Linked DNA regions of Sus scrofa: region 2 is linked to region 1. Evidence: chromatin contacts called from public promoter capture Hi-C data. All regions are on one chromosome and are shown on one strand. Each heading gives the region's core, a stretch centred on a gene start, on an enhancer-like site or on the middle of the called end of the contact. The rest is flanking DNA. Distances are from core to core; before and after follow the strand shown.

What was found. Promoter capture Hi-C pulls out the DNA fragments that hold promoters and counts their contacts.
Region 2: a contact with region 1 is called in a promoter capture Hi-C map of fetal liver, with 2.4 times the contacts expected there. The contact joins the promoter of STK11IP here to the promoter of DES in region 1. A contact is called at or near these places in 1 of 5 promoter capture datasets (fetal liver) and 1 of 2 datasets of contacts at active chromatin or transcription factors (skeletal muscle).

What each region holds. Positions count from the first base shown.
Region 1 is chr15:121,423,902-121,430,901 of Sscrofa11.1, reverse strand. DES (desmin) reads right to left here and starts at 2,300. Exons shown (of 9, transcript NM_001001535.1): 1 at 1,679-2,300; 2 at 732-792; 3 at 514-609; 4 at 236-397; 5 at 1-69. The coding sequence starts at 2,259.
Region 2 is chr15:121,601,108-121,608,485 of Sscrofa11.1, reverse strand. It overlaps STK11IP (serine/threonine-protein kinase 11-interacting protein), which reads right to left and starts at 4,411. Exons shown (of 25, transcript XM_021075204.1): 1 at 4,293-4,411; 2 at 4,039-4,124; 3 at 1,863-2,068; 4 at 1,586-1,660; 5 at 1,247-1,342; 6 at 751-858; 7 at 566-637. The coding sequence starts at 4,099.

The DNA of each region.
Region 1 (7,000 bases), core at 1,051-3,550:
CATCATCTCCTGCTTGGCCTGGCGCAGTGCATCATTGTTCTTATTGGCTGCCTGGGTCAGGTCGGACACCTAAGGGCAGAGAGAGGGGTCCTGAGATGACAGGGAGGATGCAGGACACAGGTAGGGGTGAGCAAGGGAACATAGAGACCCCAGGCTCACCCTCCTACCCATAGATGGAGCCACAGGAAGCACCTCCAAACTGGGATGGAGGGGCACGGAGGGGCCAGAGTCCCACCTTTGACTTGTACCACTCTTCGGCTTCTGAGATGTTCTTAGCCGCGATGGTCTCGTACTGAGCCCGGATGTCCCTGAGGGCGGCGGTGAGGTCTGGCTTGGACATGTCCATCTCCACCTGGACCTGTTGTTCCTGAAGCTGGGCCTGCAGTTCTCGGATCTCCTGCAGGGTACGGCCGGGCTTCAGTCCCCGGCCAAGCCCCAAACGTACCCTCACACCCCGATTCCCAGAGCCCAGCACCGGTCCCATCATTTCCACCTGCTTTCACCAGGGCGTACCTCTTCGTGTACTTTCTTAAGGAACGCGATTTCCTCGTTGAGAGATTCGATCCTGCGCTCCAGGTCAATTCGAGCTAGAGTGGCTGCATCCACATCCTGGAAGGGGTCAGGTGGGAGGGACAGGGTCACTGATCAGCCTGGCAAGGCAGAGAGAGACTACAGCCCATGCAGCAGGGGACAGAAGGAGCAAGGCTTCTGGGGGACCAAAGAGGACTCACCGCTCGGAAGGCAGCCAAATTGTTCTCGGCTTCTTCTTTCAGCTGAATTTCCTCTTGCAGCCTGGCCGAGACAGACAGAAGGACAGACGGTAGGGACAAAAGTGGCAATGAAGAAGACTGTCTGGGGGCTGCCCAGAGAATGGGCTTAGCACAGAGGAGGCATGGCTGCTGGGTAGAGGCAGGAGGCCCTGCCCACACAGGGAGGGGACAGGAAGTGGCCCAATCGCTGCCTTGGAGCCACACCCTGGAAGCCTCTGTCCCCACCAGACTGTGACCTCCCTGGGATTAAGAACTGTGTCTATTTTATCCACCTCTGTGTTCCCAGGCCCCAGCCCCAGCCTGACCCATGTAGGTGCTCACTTAACATTTGTGACCTGGGTGGAAGGACAGGGACTCTGTTCTCTTGGGCCACCAAAAGCAGGACCCATGAGTCCTTGCTCTATACTTGCTGCCTTTATGTACTGGGAGCCTGGTGGAGCCCACCATTTAGTCCTCCCAAGCTTGCTGAGAGCTGCACCCCCCAGGCACTCTCCCCCTTCCTCTAGCTTATCCGGTCCCCCTGTACAGCCTCAGCCAGGCCCAGGGGCCAAGATCCCCTCTCCACCCCCAGCCCCAGGGCCTCATCACAGATGGGCTGAGAGTCTCTCTCTGACTGCACTTGGGCCTCCTCTCTCCACCTACATACCTGACTCCCAGCAACATCACCCCAGCATCTTAAGATGCTTTTTAAAAGGCACCTGGTCCTCCCAGGTCTCGCCTTTCCTCCTCATGATGTCTGCAAGAAGATTCCTCCTCTGCAGACTGCGAGCAAAGGGAAAGGCCAGGCGTCCCTCCCCTTCGGGGAACACAGCAACAACCCTCCTCTCCCTGGGTGCTGACAACTGGATCCAGTCCTAGGCCTAGCCTCCCACGCCCCAGCCCATGGAGAGGGGGTTTCGGGTCCTCACTTGGCCTTGAGCCGCTGCAGGTCGTCCAGCAGGTTGTCCCGCTCGACGTCGACGCGGGCGCGCTGGTTGGTGAGCACCTCCACCTGGCGCCGCAGCTCGCGCAGCTCCTCCTCGTAGATCTCGGCCACCCGGGTCGGCTCGCGGCCCTTGAGCCGGTTCACCTCGGCGGCGAGCGCCGCGTTCTGCTGCTCCAGGAAGCGCACCTTCTCGATGTAGTTGGCAAAGCGATCATTGAGCTCCTGCAACTCCACTTTCTCGTTGGTGCGCGTGGTCAGGAACTCCTGGTTGACGGCGTCTGCCAGCGAGAAGTCCAGCAGCTCGCCCGCGCCGTAGGATGAGGAGGGCACGCGGGTGGCCCCCAGCCGGCTGGCCCGCAGCGGCCCCAGGCCCCCGGCCCCGCCCGACGTGCGCGACACCTGGTACACTCGGGAGGTCACCGAGCTCGAGGAGCCCTTGGTGCCGAAGCCCGCGCGCGGGAACACGGGCGAGCTCAGCGGCGAGCCGAGCGGGAAGCTCGGGGCCCCGCCGAAGGTGCGGCGGTAAGAGGACACGCGCTGGCTGGACGAGTAGGCCTGGCTCATGGTGGCGGCGCGGGCTTGGCTGGGCGGCGCGGAGGAGGAGGCGGCGGCGGCGGCGGGCGGCCGGCTGGAGAGTAGATGCGGCGAGGGGAGACAGGGCCCCCAGCCGACGGCACTATTTGTATCCCTCCTGACATCAGCCCCCGCCGCCCCTCCCCTGACAGCTGCAGGATCCCGCTGTCCTGCCAGGAAAGGGCGGCCTCTGGCGTGGGGGCGGGGAGGCCAGCTCCCCCGCAAGAGGCCTGTGCCCCCTCGGCCGGCGGGTAGGGGGGCCCCTGAAGGGTGTGGGAGAGAACGATGGACCTAGAAGGGCAGAAGATGGGCAGGCCAGCCAAGCGCTTGGCCAGGGCTCAAGCACGTCTGGCACCCCAAGGGGGGCCCCCTCTCAGCCTTTGGGGTGCCGGCTTCCTCCTGGGGGTGATCGGGGAGAGGCTAATGTTTACTTACAGGGACTCGTTTTTGCTCCCAGGAGAGATTTTGGGTCATGTCGAGCAAGGCCTGTTTCTAAAGAAAGGCTCCAAATCACCCGTTTTTTCTCAAGATTCTCTGAATGTGGCAAGCACTTAGGAGGGCTCAGGCAAAGACCAGGAGTCCAGAAGCCAGGCTGAGAGGAGGAGGGTCTCTGGACAGGTGGAAAGGCTGGGAGGGCTTCCCGGGGACAAGGAGCAATGGGAGCCAGACCTGCCTGCTGGGTTATGTCTGCTAGCACTGGGGTGCCAGCTTCCTTCCAGCCTCAGTTTCCCTCTGGGCTTGGGCCTCAAGCTTATAAACAACAGTGATTTCCAGAAAGGGGCTAGAAGGCTCTCAGTTTCCAATGATGACAATTATAACTGTATACTCTCACCCCCATGCCACTAACTTTGCCTGGCTTCCTCCCCTCGAGCCCACCTCCCGCCTCTGATTCATGCCCCTCCTCACACCACCCACACCCGCACCCACCGAGGGGTTTGTGTTTTGTCAGGAGCCTCATGTCAACCCAGCCATCTCCCTGGCAGCAACAGCTGCCAACCCGAAATACCAGAGCTGGTATTTATAGAGGAGAATGCATCAGGCCGGGAAAAAAAGCGCACCGGAGAGGCGCTCTGGGGGTGGGGGCCGGGTACCTGAGTGTCAGATGGTGGAGGAAGGCTGGGGTGATGAGCCCCAGTTGCTTTGCACCCCCATAATGCTCCATGCCCCCAGCAGCAATGGAGCCCCAGAAGGGCTGACCAGTCTTCCACAGGCTCCTTAGGACAAGGTGCTGGCTGACCCTAAGGACATTCCCACTTCTCCACGAATCCTGGCTGTCTCTGGACACCTCCACCTGGCACTCTGCAGGCCTCTCTTGGGCCTGACCCTTTTGGAATGCAAAGCTTGGAAATTGAGGGCTGCTCTTGCACGCTAGCTCTGCCATCACCAGCAGACATACTACAAGCAGGCAAGTCCTCCTCTTCTGTGTCCTCGACTATAAAGTGCGACTGGTCAGCCAGGTCATGTCTCCCCAAGAGGGGCTTGGTGAGGCTCAGGTAACAATATGCAAATAATAATTCCTTCCCACTGTGGGCCACTGGGCTGAGCACTCCCCACCCATGAGCCCCAGTTCTCCCACAACCCTTTGAGGTGGGAACTGGTTCCATGCTCCCCTTTGTTCGCTCAGGAAGCTGAGGCAGTCCGACTCCAGAGCCTGTGCTTTGCCCCCAGGGTGGGTGTGAAGGTGCCAGGTGAATTGCAAAGGGCTTTGTCAAAGCTGCTGTCTTTGCAAAACCCTTTCACATTCAGTTTCTAATTTTTATCCAAGAGACAAGCTTATGAGGTGGGTGGGGAGTTCCAGATATTCTTATCCAGGCTTCGAGTCAGTGCAAGCTGTTGTGTTCTGGTTATTTTAGTGTCTCGCCTCCCAAACTAGATGGTAGGCTCCTGGAGAATTTGGGGGACCATGTGGATCCTTAGCACATCCCAGGCAGCCCTGTCCTTGTTTTAGTTCAATGTAGCCTGCAAGCTTCCTTTCTCACCCCCTTCTTTTGTTAACAAATGCTACACACACACACACACACATACACACCCACGAGTGGACAGGTGACTCAGCTCGCGCAGCCAGTCTTATAACTGCATCCCTGTGACTGCAGTGATTGGCTCAAGGAGTGGGCCTGGACCTGAGCAGGGCCAATCAGAGACCTACCCTGGAATTTATAGATGGAACTGGGATTACTAAACTGGAGCCTGTGGCAACCATGTTTCCTGCCCGCTAGGGAGGTCTTTCAGGTGGAGGAAGAGAGGTTGGTATACCGGGGGAAGCAGAGACACCCACAGAGGAGAGAATGAGGGGCCGGAAGTTCTAAATCCCATCCCCGGGGCCTTGGTTCTACAGCTCTTCTCTCAATTTTGTGAGCTCCCCCAGTGTCCTTCCTGGCTTGGGGGCCAAGAAAGTTTTCTTTCTTTTTCTTCCTTCCTTTTTTTTTTTTTTTTTTTTTTTTTTTTTTTTTTAACTTAAACTCTTGGTATTGGCTACTGTCACTTATAACCAAAACAATCCTGACTAATCTACTGTAGGAGACTGTGCACCCATTTCCACAACACGAGAGAGGACAGAACATTTTGGGGACACTTCTCTGTGAAAAGTCCCCAGAAAATTGCCCAGGACCAGCCTGAGATCTCAGTTCCTTGGTGAAATGAGGCAGAAAACAAATAAATAATTTATGCCATCTATTCTCTAGTCAAAATCAACATCTACCAGACCTGGCTCTGAACCACTTGGAGCTGTTTCCAAATTTTGGTTCCACCCCTGAGGATTTGCTACCATGGAGGGCAGCAAAACAACACTCTGAGGCTTGGAAAGCAGGTGACAGAGGAGCATTCCAAAGCATGTTTTAAGCAGGCAACACCACTGGAGTAAGAGTTTAGACTTCCCTGGGGACTACTGAGAACTGGACATGCTAAAAATAATAATAATGTATCTGGATAGGTATTATACTTGGCACAAAATTCCAGAGGTCCCACTCTGTGGGTTGCCTTTTCATTCTGTTGATAGTATCCTTAGATGCACAAAAGGTTTTAATTTTGATGAACTCCAGTTTACCTATGTATTGTTTCATTGCCTGTGCTTTTGGTGACATATCCAAGAAATCACTGTCAAATCCAGTGTGAAGAATGTTATCCCCTGTGTTCTCTTCTAAGAATTTTTCAGTTTTATGTCTTTGATCCATTATGAGTTAATTTTCATATGTGGTGTAAGGTCAGCATCCAACTTCATTCTTTTACGTATGAATATTTAGTTTTCCCAGAACTATTTGCTGAAGGCTGTCCTTTCCAGCTTGTCGAAAACCATTTATCCATATAAATGAAAATTTATTTGTGGGCTGTCTATTCTATTCCATCTACATATGTATCTGTCTTCATGCCAATACCACGCTGTTTTGATTACTGTAGCTTTGTAGTAAGTTTCGAGGCCCTCCAACTTTGTTCTTTTTCAAGATGTTTTGGCTATGCAGGGTCCCTTGAGATTCCATATGAATTTTAGATAGAATGAATTTTTCTATATCTTAGAAAAATTGTTGGGATTTTGATAGGCACTGCATTGAACCTACAGATCACTTCAGGAAGTATTGACAGCTTAACAATATCAAGTCTTCCAATCAATGAACACTGGATGTCTTTCAATTTGAGTCTAATTTATTTCAGCAATATTTTGTAGTTTTCAATGTATAAATCATGTCTCCTTGGTTATTGTTTATTCCTAAGTATCTTACTCTTTTTTTTTTGTTTGTTTGTTTTGCCTTTTCTGGGGCCACTCCCACGGAATATGGAGGTTCCGAGGCTAGGGGTCTAACCGGAGCTATAGCCGCCAGCCTACGCCAGAGCCACAGCAACTCGGGATCCGAGCTGCATCTGCAACCTACACCACAACTCACGGCAACGCCGGATCCTTAACCCACTGAGCAAGGCCAGGGATCAAACCTGCAACCTCATGGTTCCTAGTCTGATTCGTTAACCACTGAGCCACGATGGGAACTCCCTAAGTATCTTACTCTTGTAGATGCTCTTGTAAGTGAAGTGGATTGTGAGGGCTTTTCTCTTTTTTCTGTTACTGCAGTATCTTACACTGATTGATTTTCATATGTTGAACTATCCTTGCATTCCAGGAATAAATCCCACATCATCATGTGTATAATCCTTTTAATATGCTGTTGAATTTGGTTTACTAGTATTTTGTTGAGAATTTTAATATTAATATTTATAAGGACTATAGATCTGTAATTTTCTTGTATATCTTCGGCTTTGATATCAGGCTAATGCTGGGCTTGTAGAAATATTTAAGAAATATTCCTTCCTTTTCAGATTTTAAGAAGAATTTGAGAAGGGTTTGTGTTAATTCTGAAATGTTTGGTAGATTCACCAACAAAGCTATCTTGTCCTCTTGTCCTGCTCTCTTCTTCATTGGGAGGTTCCGAGTCATTCTTTTTTTTTTTTTTTGCTTTTCAGGGCCACACCCATGGCATATGGAGGTTCCCAGGCTAGGGGTCTAATCGGAGCTGTAGCCTCCAGCCTATGCCAGAGCCACAGCAACTCAGGATCCAAGCCTACACCACAGCTCACGCAATGCCGGATTCTTAACCCATTGAGCAAGGCCGGGGATCAAACCAGCAACCTCATGGTTCCTAGTCAGATTCATTAACCACTGAGCCACGGTGGGAACTCCTTTTTTTTTTTTTTTTTGCCATGAGTCATTCTTCTTAATATCCTCATTTATATTTCACTGTGTGGATTT
Region 2 (7,378 bases), core at 3,162-5,661, 180 kb before region 1:
CTATAAGAACAGGTACTCCTGGAGTTCCCGTCGTGGCTCAGTGGTTAATGAATCCAACTAGGAACCATGAGGTTGTGGGTTCCATCCCTGGCCTTGCTAAGAAGGCGAAGGATCCAGCGTTGCAGTGAGCTGTGGTGTAGGTTGCAGACGTGGCTCGGATCTGGCGTTGCTGTGGCTCTGGCGTAGGCTGGTGGCTATGGCTCTGATTCGACCCCTAGCCTGGGAACCTCCATATGCCGTGGGAATGGCCCAAGAAATGGCAAAAAGCCAAAAAAAAAAAAAAAAAAAAAAAAAGGTACTCCTATGATTTGCACTTTACAAATGAAAAAAATTGAAAGGGCTTAATTTGCCCCAAGTCACACAGGGATCAGGAGTTGAGATCTTGTGTTAGAGGCTGTGCCTCCCAACAGTACTGCCCCCCAGGATGTAGCTCATTTGGGTGGGGCAGGGCTGGGTAGGGGGCGGTGCAGGGCAAGGTGGGAGCAAAACGGGTCCCGGAGAGAGGGTCAGAGCAGAATGACCGGAGGTCCCAGGGCACTGGCCCAGCCAGGCTGCTCACACCCACCATCAGGAAGGCCTCACAGTCCTGGACTTGATTGTGGCTCAGGTTCAGGAAGCGCAGAGCTGACAAGAGACGCTGTGGGGATGGGAAGAGGAAGCAGACAATCAGACGCCCCCAGGCAGAGCTGGCCCTCCTCGTTTAGGGCCCATCTCTGTCATTTCCCAAAGCCCCTTCAGCGGCTCACTCACCAGCGAGCTATCTAGGGCAGTCAATGCGTTGTAGCTGAAGTCGGCAGAGAGCAGAGCCAGCCAGGGCAGGGCAGAGCAGAGGTCGCCACCGCAGGCTGAAAGGAGCTCCTGTGTGGGCAGGCGGGTGCTGCTACCTCCACTCCCCGCGCCCCACCTGCCAAGGCCACACTCTATCACCCGGCCATTCGTTCATTCTTTATATACTGAGCTGGGTCTGGAGATGCAGACTTAAAGAAAACCCAGGGCCCCGTCCCCCAGGAGCTCACTGTGGGGAGAGTGGGGGGGCAGACGCGAGGATATCGAATACAGTATGCTAGGTGGGACTGTAAATATACGGACAGGCACAGAGTGCTGGGGCAGCTCAGCAGAGGGAGCAAGTACACTGTCCAGAGGGAGGAGGGAGGCAAGGAAGGCTGCAGGGAAGGGGCAATGTCAGAGCCAGGCCCTCCATGACCCTCAGGACAAGGCACTTGGGCCCACTCTTCACTCTCCTCACCTCTAATGCCTGGAGGCTCCTGCTGCAAATCAGGGTCTCCAGCTGGGAATAGATGCCACGGAGGCCATGGAGGCAGTGGAGGGGGACGCCTCGGAGCTGGAGCAAGGGAAGAAGACAGAGCCCTCATCCCCACCTCCTCTGACAGAGCGGAGGGAAACGAAGACAAAGCTGCTAATGGTTCAGGGCAGCATTAAATGGAAAGGAGAGTGGGTGGCATGTCACTGCAGAGCCAGGAGCACACTCAGCTCTGCCCTGCATCCCTCCACCAAAAGAGGCCACCTCCTTCCCCTCCCCAAATGGCTGCTCAAGATGCACCAACATCCCCCAACAACCCCGTACCTCCAGCTGCCGAAGGGACTTGAAGGGAAAAATCTTGATGGGCCCTGGGAGGCCAAGACCTGGGACATGGACCAGCTAAAAGAAAAAATCCCTCGGGTCACCGAGGCCCGGCACGCATCCCTTTCCTTGGCCTCTCTTCCTCAGCACAGCCAACCACAGCTCTTACGCCATCTGGATCTGGGCCCTGCAGACACCATGCATTCCTGCCAGACCCCCAGCCCCGCCTCCACTTTCTCCTGGGCTTTTGGTGCATCCTCTCCCATTCCCACCCCAGAACCTTGAGCGAAAGTGTTTTCTGCAGCACATCGAAGAGGAACTGAAGCTGGAGGATGACGGGGGAGTCGGCAGGGTGGGAGGGCAGGGCCACGAAGCCTGTCTGGGCAGGGCCCCATGGCCCCAGGTGCAGCTCAAATACGTGGTTCAGCTGCTGCAATGTGGCAGTGAGCAGGCTCAGGGTGCTACAGCCAGACAGGACCACATCCCCTGCAAGGAGAGGGGCAGACAGAAGGAGGACATAAGGAAAGGCTCTGGTGAGCCCAGGATACACCCCCTCCAATTCAGATTGTAGATCCTCCACTGCAGGATCAAACTTTATATCTTTTCCTCACTCAGTAGCCTCTTCTCTATCTTCGAAAAAATCCTAACTTTTCAGCCTAATAGTAAAGATTGCTTCACTACAAGACTCTGACTTTTCTAAATTTTCCTTCCCCTCTGCTCAAAAGAGCCTAGTCTATTCACAGTACTAGAAATACAGTCAACTTAGTTCCCAGCTTCCTCGTTTTCTGAGACACCCCCTCTTCCCCTTTGCCCAGCTCTCCAGGAAGTTTTCTTGACACATGACACTGCAGAACTTTTCACTATAATCACTCGTTTTACATAAAAGTGGATGGAGTGGATTTCTTTTTCTGATTGCAAAAGTAACATGCACACTTATAGAAACTTTCAATCAACACTGAAATGCATGTCACAGAAGTAACTACTTGTTATAGCACTAAGGTATTGCTATTACTCTCCAGGTTAAAACTGCTTTCTCCAATGAGACTCTTTGAAGGCACCTTTTGGTATTCATTAACTGCCCCTTAAAAAGTACAACTACAAGGGAGACATGGAGAATCTCTTTTAAGTTTTTTGAAAATATAAAGAAAGACTAGAAGAGTTTTGCAGAGGTAGTATAAAAAGATCCCCCAAACCTTTAAAATGTAACCCTTAATGGTTTACATTTTATATGGAGTACCATATCCAAACCAGGAAGTTGGCATTGGTACAATGTGCATATATAGTTCTATGACATTTTGCTATGTGTAGACTCCGGTAACCACCACCACTATCAGGATAAAACCATTCCATCACCACAATACCCTCCCTTCTGCTACCTCTATTAATTGCATGTGTACACTGTGCGTGCACACACACACGCCATCATCCCTAACTCCTGGAACCAAGTCAGATATTTGCTCCATAAATTATCAAATCCTACAACCTTGTACGAAGGATTTTCTATGTACTAGACACTAAGGATAGATATAGACATGGTTCAAGGACTCCCCCCAGCCCTCAAAGAGCCTCCCAGTCTAGAAGAGGAGATAAGACAAGTGCAAGGTTAATACAACAAGCCAGAAAGTAAAAATGGAGTAGAGAGTGAGAGAGGGCAGTAACATTGAGTAAGATGTGCCAGGTATATGTTATTTCATTTAAACTTTATGAGAATCTTCTAAAAACCACTGTAACACCTCCTTACAAATATGGAAATTGGCACTCAGAGAAGTTAAGATTCTAGTTTGAGATCATAGAGCTGCTAGGAAGTTACTACTTCCATCTGATGTTAAAGCCAGGACTTGGTCTACCACAACGAATGCCAACCACTACTCAACAACTACTATGGCTCCACTGCGTCCGGGCTCCAAAAGAAATTATAGTAATTACGACCCATTTTGAGCACTTACTATATATGCAATCATTGTTCTACATGCTTTATGCAAATCGAAATTAATCTCCATAGCAACCTTTGAGTTAAGTACAATCATGCCATTTTGCTAGTGAGGAAAACTGAGGCTCAGAAAACAAAGTTGTTCAAGTTTGAAAGAGCTGGGATTCCGACCCAGGTGGGTCTGATTTCAAATCTCGTGCTTTTTGACTGAACAATGATGATGACCAGTTCTTGGTCTCGAGGGGCTTATAGCCACGTAAGGATCACTTCCTTCTGAGAGTATCAGAGAACTCATGAAGGAAGTGCACAAGAGTTTGGCCCTGAAGGATGGCTAAGGTTTAGACTGTGAAAGATAAAGGACAACAGGGCAAATAAATCGCAGAGGAGTAAAGAAATGAATTCTCTGACACCCAAATGTTCGCGAACCTAACCAGAATGAACTCCAGCACTCTTCAAAGGGCACGTCCCTGGGAGGTAAAAAGCATCCCATCTCGCCCCAGTCCCAACCAACCGGAAGTCCACTCACCAGACTCTCTCAGCAGCCCCGCGAGCTTCCACACCAGGGAGTCCCGCGGGGCGGTCGTCATGGCCACAGGACGCTGGGGGCGGAGCCTGGGGAAAGAGGAAGCGGAAGAGCTTCAGGTGCATGGTCGTGCCAAAAGGCCAGGACGTCTGGGCAAGCCGGAGCTTCGCAGAGAGAAAAAAGCAAAAAAGAGAGCGATAAAGAACTTATCCCTGGTGCCCTTGCAAGGAATATAAGGCCTGCTCGGCCAGACTGACCTTCCTGGGTGATCCTCCCACCACCTCTGCAGCCCGGCGCCTATCAATAATGGACAGGAAGTCCCGCCCCGGAAGATGGGCGCTCCGAAGGGACGGACGGAAAGCAGGCCTCCGCTGCCGGAAACTGCGCCCTAAAGTCGTGCGAACGTGTCGGATGGGGGCGGTGCCCGCTGGTGGGGGCGGGGGCGGGTCTTCTGCGGTCACAGCTGTTCCAGCCCGACCCCATCCCGGAGCTGGGCCCCCGCCGCCCCCGCCACGTTGTGGGCCCCGCATTGCCTGAGACTCCCGCTGGGCTCGGCCGGGGGCCCATCTAGGCCTGTGAGGGAAACTTGACTCGTTGTTTGCAGACTAGGCGGGGAAGCAGAGTTTGGAGAAGAGGAAATTTCTGCTAATAAGAAAGGGGCTCGTCCAAAGCGAACACCGTTTTCCAATTACAGGAGAGCGTATCCGCCATAGGAGTTTTTTGACATCTGTGAAAGAGTTGGGGCTGGCGGAGGTGCCTCTTCCAGGGTTCTTTTGACGGTTTTTCCTTAATCTCCCTCCAGACCTGCTTTTCCTTCTTCTGTCAGTATCGCGCTCTCACTTTAGCGACTGGAAACTCTTCACGTTCACCTTGTACTTTGTTTTTACTGCATTTCGCCTCCTAACACCTGAATCTAAAAGTTGTTACTATTTTGGGCTTGAAAATGAGAAAACAGATTCACAAAGCCTGGGTTACTTGCGAAGGTCGTTCAATAAGTAACAAAAAGCGCCAAGACTGCAAAGTTTCCTGGCTCCAGGTTCCCATTGTAGCTTTCACCTGGCTCCAGGTCAAAGGCCAGTGTTGACTACAGAACTAGATTAAGTAAAAAATAATGTCTCATAACAGTTTTTGGCTTGCGGGAGTTGTTTGTTTGGTTTGTTTTAACGTAGTGCTCAATTTTCTGACTTATTTTCAAAGTAATCGTAAGGCAGTTGAGAGTAGGAATAAGGTCATAGTCATCTTCGTACCAAGTTGCAAACTTTGAAGGATTTATTTTCTGAAGACAAGATATTTGAAATGGCAGTTTCTACCACTAAAGCATAAGATTTGGCAGGTATAGCATTCTATGTGTACTCTGAGCCAAAAGCCTAAAAGGCAGTGAAATGGACTAAAAGGAAGCACATGGTGAACAGTATTTATGAATTGAAAATAGAAGTAGGACCTCAATATATTTTTGTTGAATTATTAATCCCATAAGGGTGATGATGGTCAGTCCCTGTTTTATCAGTCACCTGGAACTTGGGAGGGCAGATTTTCTTACACTGTTACTGCTAATTCTAAACTTTTCACACAAGAAGAGACATTCTTTTGAGGTTTCTGACATTGCAGTGCTTTGATTAGTTTCAAGGGTGCCTCCTAGCCCATAGAGTTTGGCACCATTCATGGATAACCCCTGTACCCAGATTTGTTCTGCAGCCCCTTGAATGCAAAAAAGGGACAAAGCAAAGAAAACTAAGAAAACATCTACTGAGAGAAGCAGCAGCAAGAGACTAAGCAGTTCTTTTTTCCAGCCCTCTGTGAGGCCCACTCCCCTTTCTGCCCTTGGCGGGCAGGAGAGGCCTTGGCTACCTTCCAAAGAATTCTCCCCACCCCTCCCCCTTTTTTCCCTAAGTTGGTTTGAGTGTATTTCTGTAAAGCGCTACCCTAAGACCCTGGACTAAGATAAAACCTTTTCAAAAATTTAAAGTCTGAAAGGGGGGAGGGGGAATTACCCATTCACTATAACAGAATAAAAGAGAGAACATTTTGAGAAACAGGCCATATCTATATGAAGAAAACCAGAGCATTTTAAGGATGTTGGAAATGTCCTAAGTGAATGAAAAGATAACATGTTCCTGATGAGAAGATTCAGTATTATAATGATGTCAGTTTAATGCAATTTCCATCAAAATCTCAATGGGAAGATTTTGGAACTTGACAAGTTGATTCTAAAAAGCCTTCTGGAAGACTAAACACATGAGCACGGCCAAGAAATTTTGAGGGAAAGAAGAACAAGAGGTGGTTACAAGGGCCTTGCCCTACTAGATAGCAAAATGTGCTATAAAGACACAGTAACCAGAGCAGCATGATACTGACAAAGAGATAGATGAATATGACAGAAACAACAGAGATTACATAGGAGGTGTTTTGTTTTTACTATCCAAAATAGAATTGACCTTAATTTTATAAAAAAACGAGTTGTTCAATAGTTTGGGGACAAAAAAAAACAACAATAACTAAGGTCCTTCCCTTACACCATGCGCATTAAATTCCAGGATTAAAGAGCTAAACGTTGTTTTAAAAGTTAAATCTAAGGACTCTTCGAAGTTCAAATTTACTTCTTAAAGAATTATTATCTTTATTAAAAAGACATACATAAATTCCCGTTGTGGCTCAGCGGGTTAAGAACCCTACGTAATGTCTGTGAGGATTCGGGTTTGATACCTTGCCTCCCTCAGTGGGTTAAGTATCCAGCTGGTTAAGTATCCAGCCCTATCTGTGACGTATGCTGTGGCATACGTATGCTGTGGCAGATGTGGCTGGGATGTTGTGGCCTAGGCTGGCAGCTGCTGCTCTGATTCAACCCCTAACCCAGGAACTTCCGTATGCCACAGGTATGGCCGTTGAAAAAACAAAACAAAAAACATACAATCTCTTTGCAAAAAAAAATTGTCTGTAGAAAGTAATATAATATGTAGGGCCTGCTACTGCATAATTTCATATTACCATGAATGAAATTGTGTTTCTCAAAGAAAAGCATGATATTATGCTCTTAATTTATGCTCTTCTGAGTTTATTCCCCAAGAATAACACTCTGCATAAAATCAGAAGTGTGCCTCAGGCTTCACCTTCATGTTATTATTTGAGGAGAAAAGTGAATTGTAAGTGGCTGCCGGTAGCTTCCCTGGCACCCCTAAGTTCCCTGGGGAGCATCTGCAAAATGCTTGTTACCAAAGAAATTTCAGGAGTTCCCATCATGGCTCAGCGGTAACGAACCCAACTAGTATCCATGAGGACTCGGGTTCAATCCTTGGCCTTGCTCAGTGGGTTAAGGATCCAGCATTGCTGTGAGCTGTGGTATAGG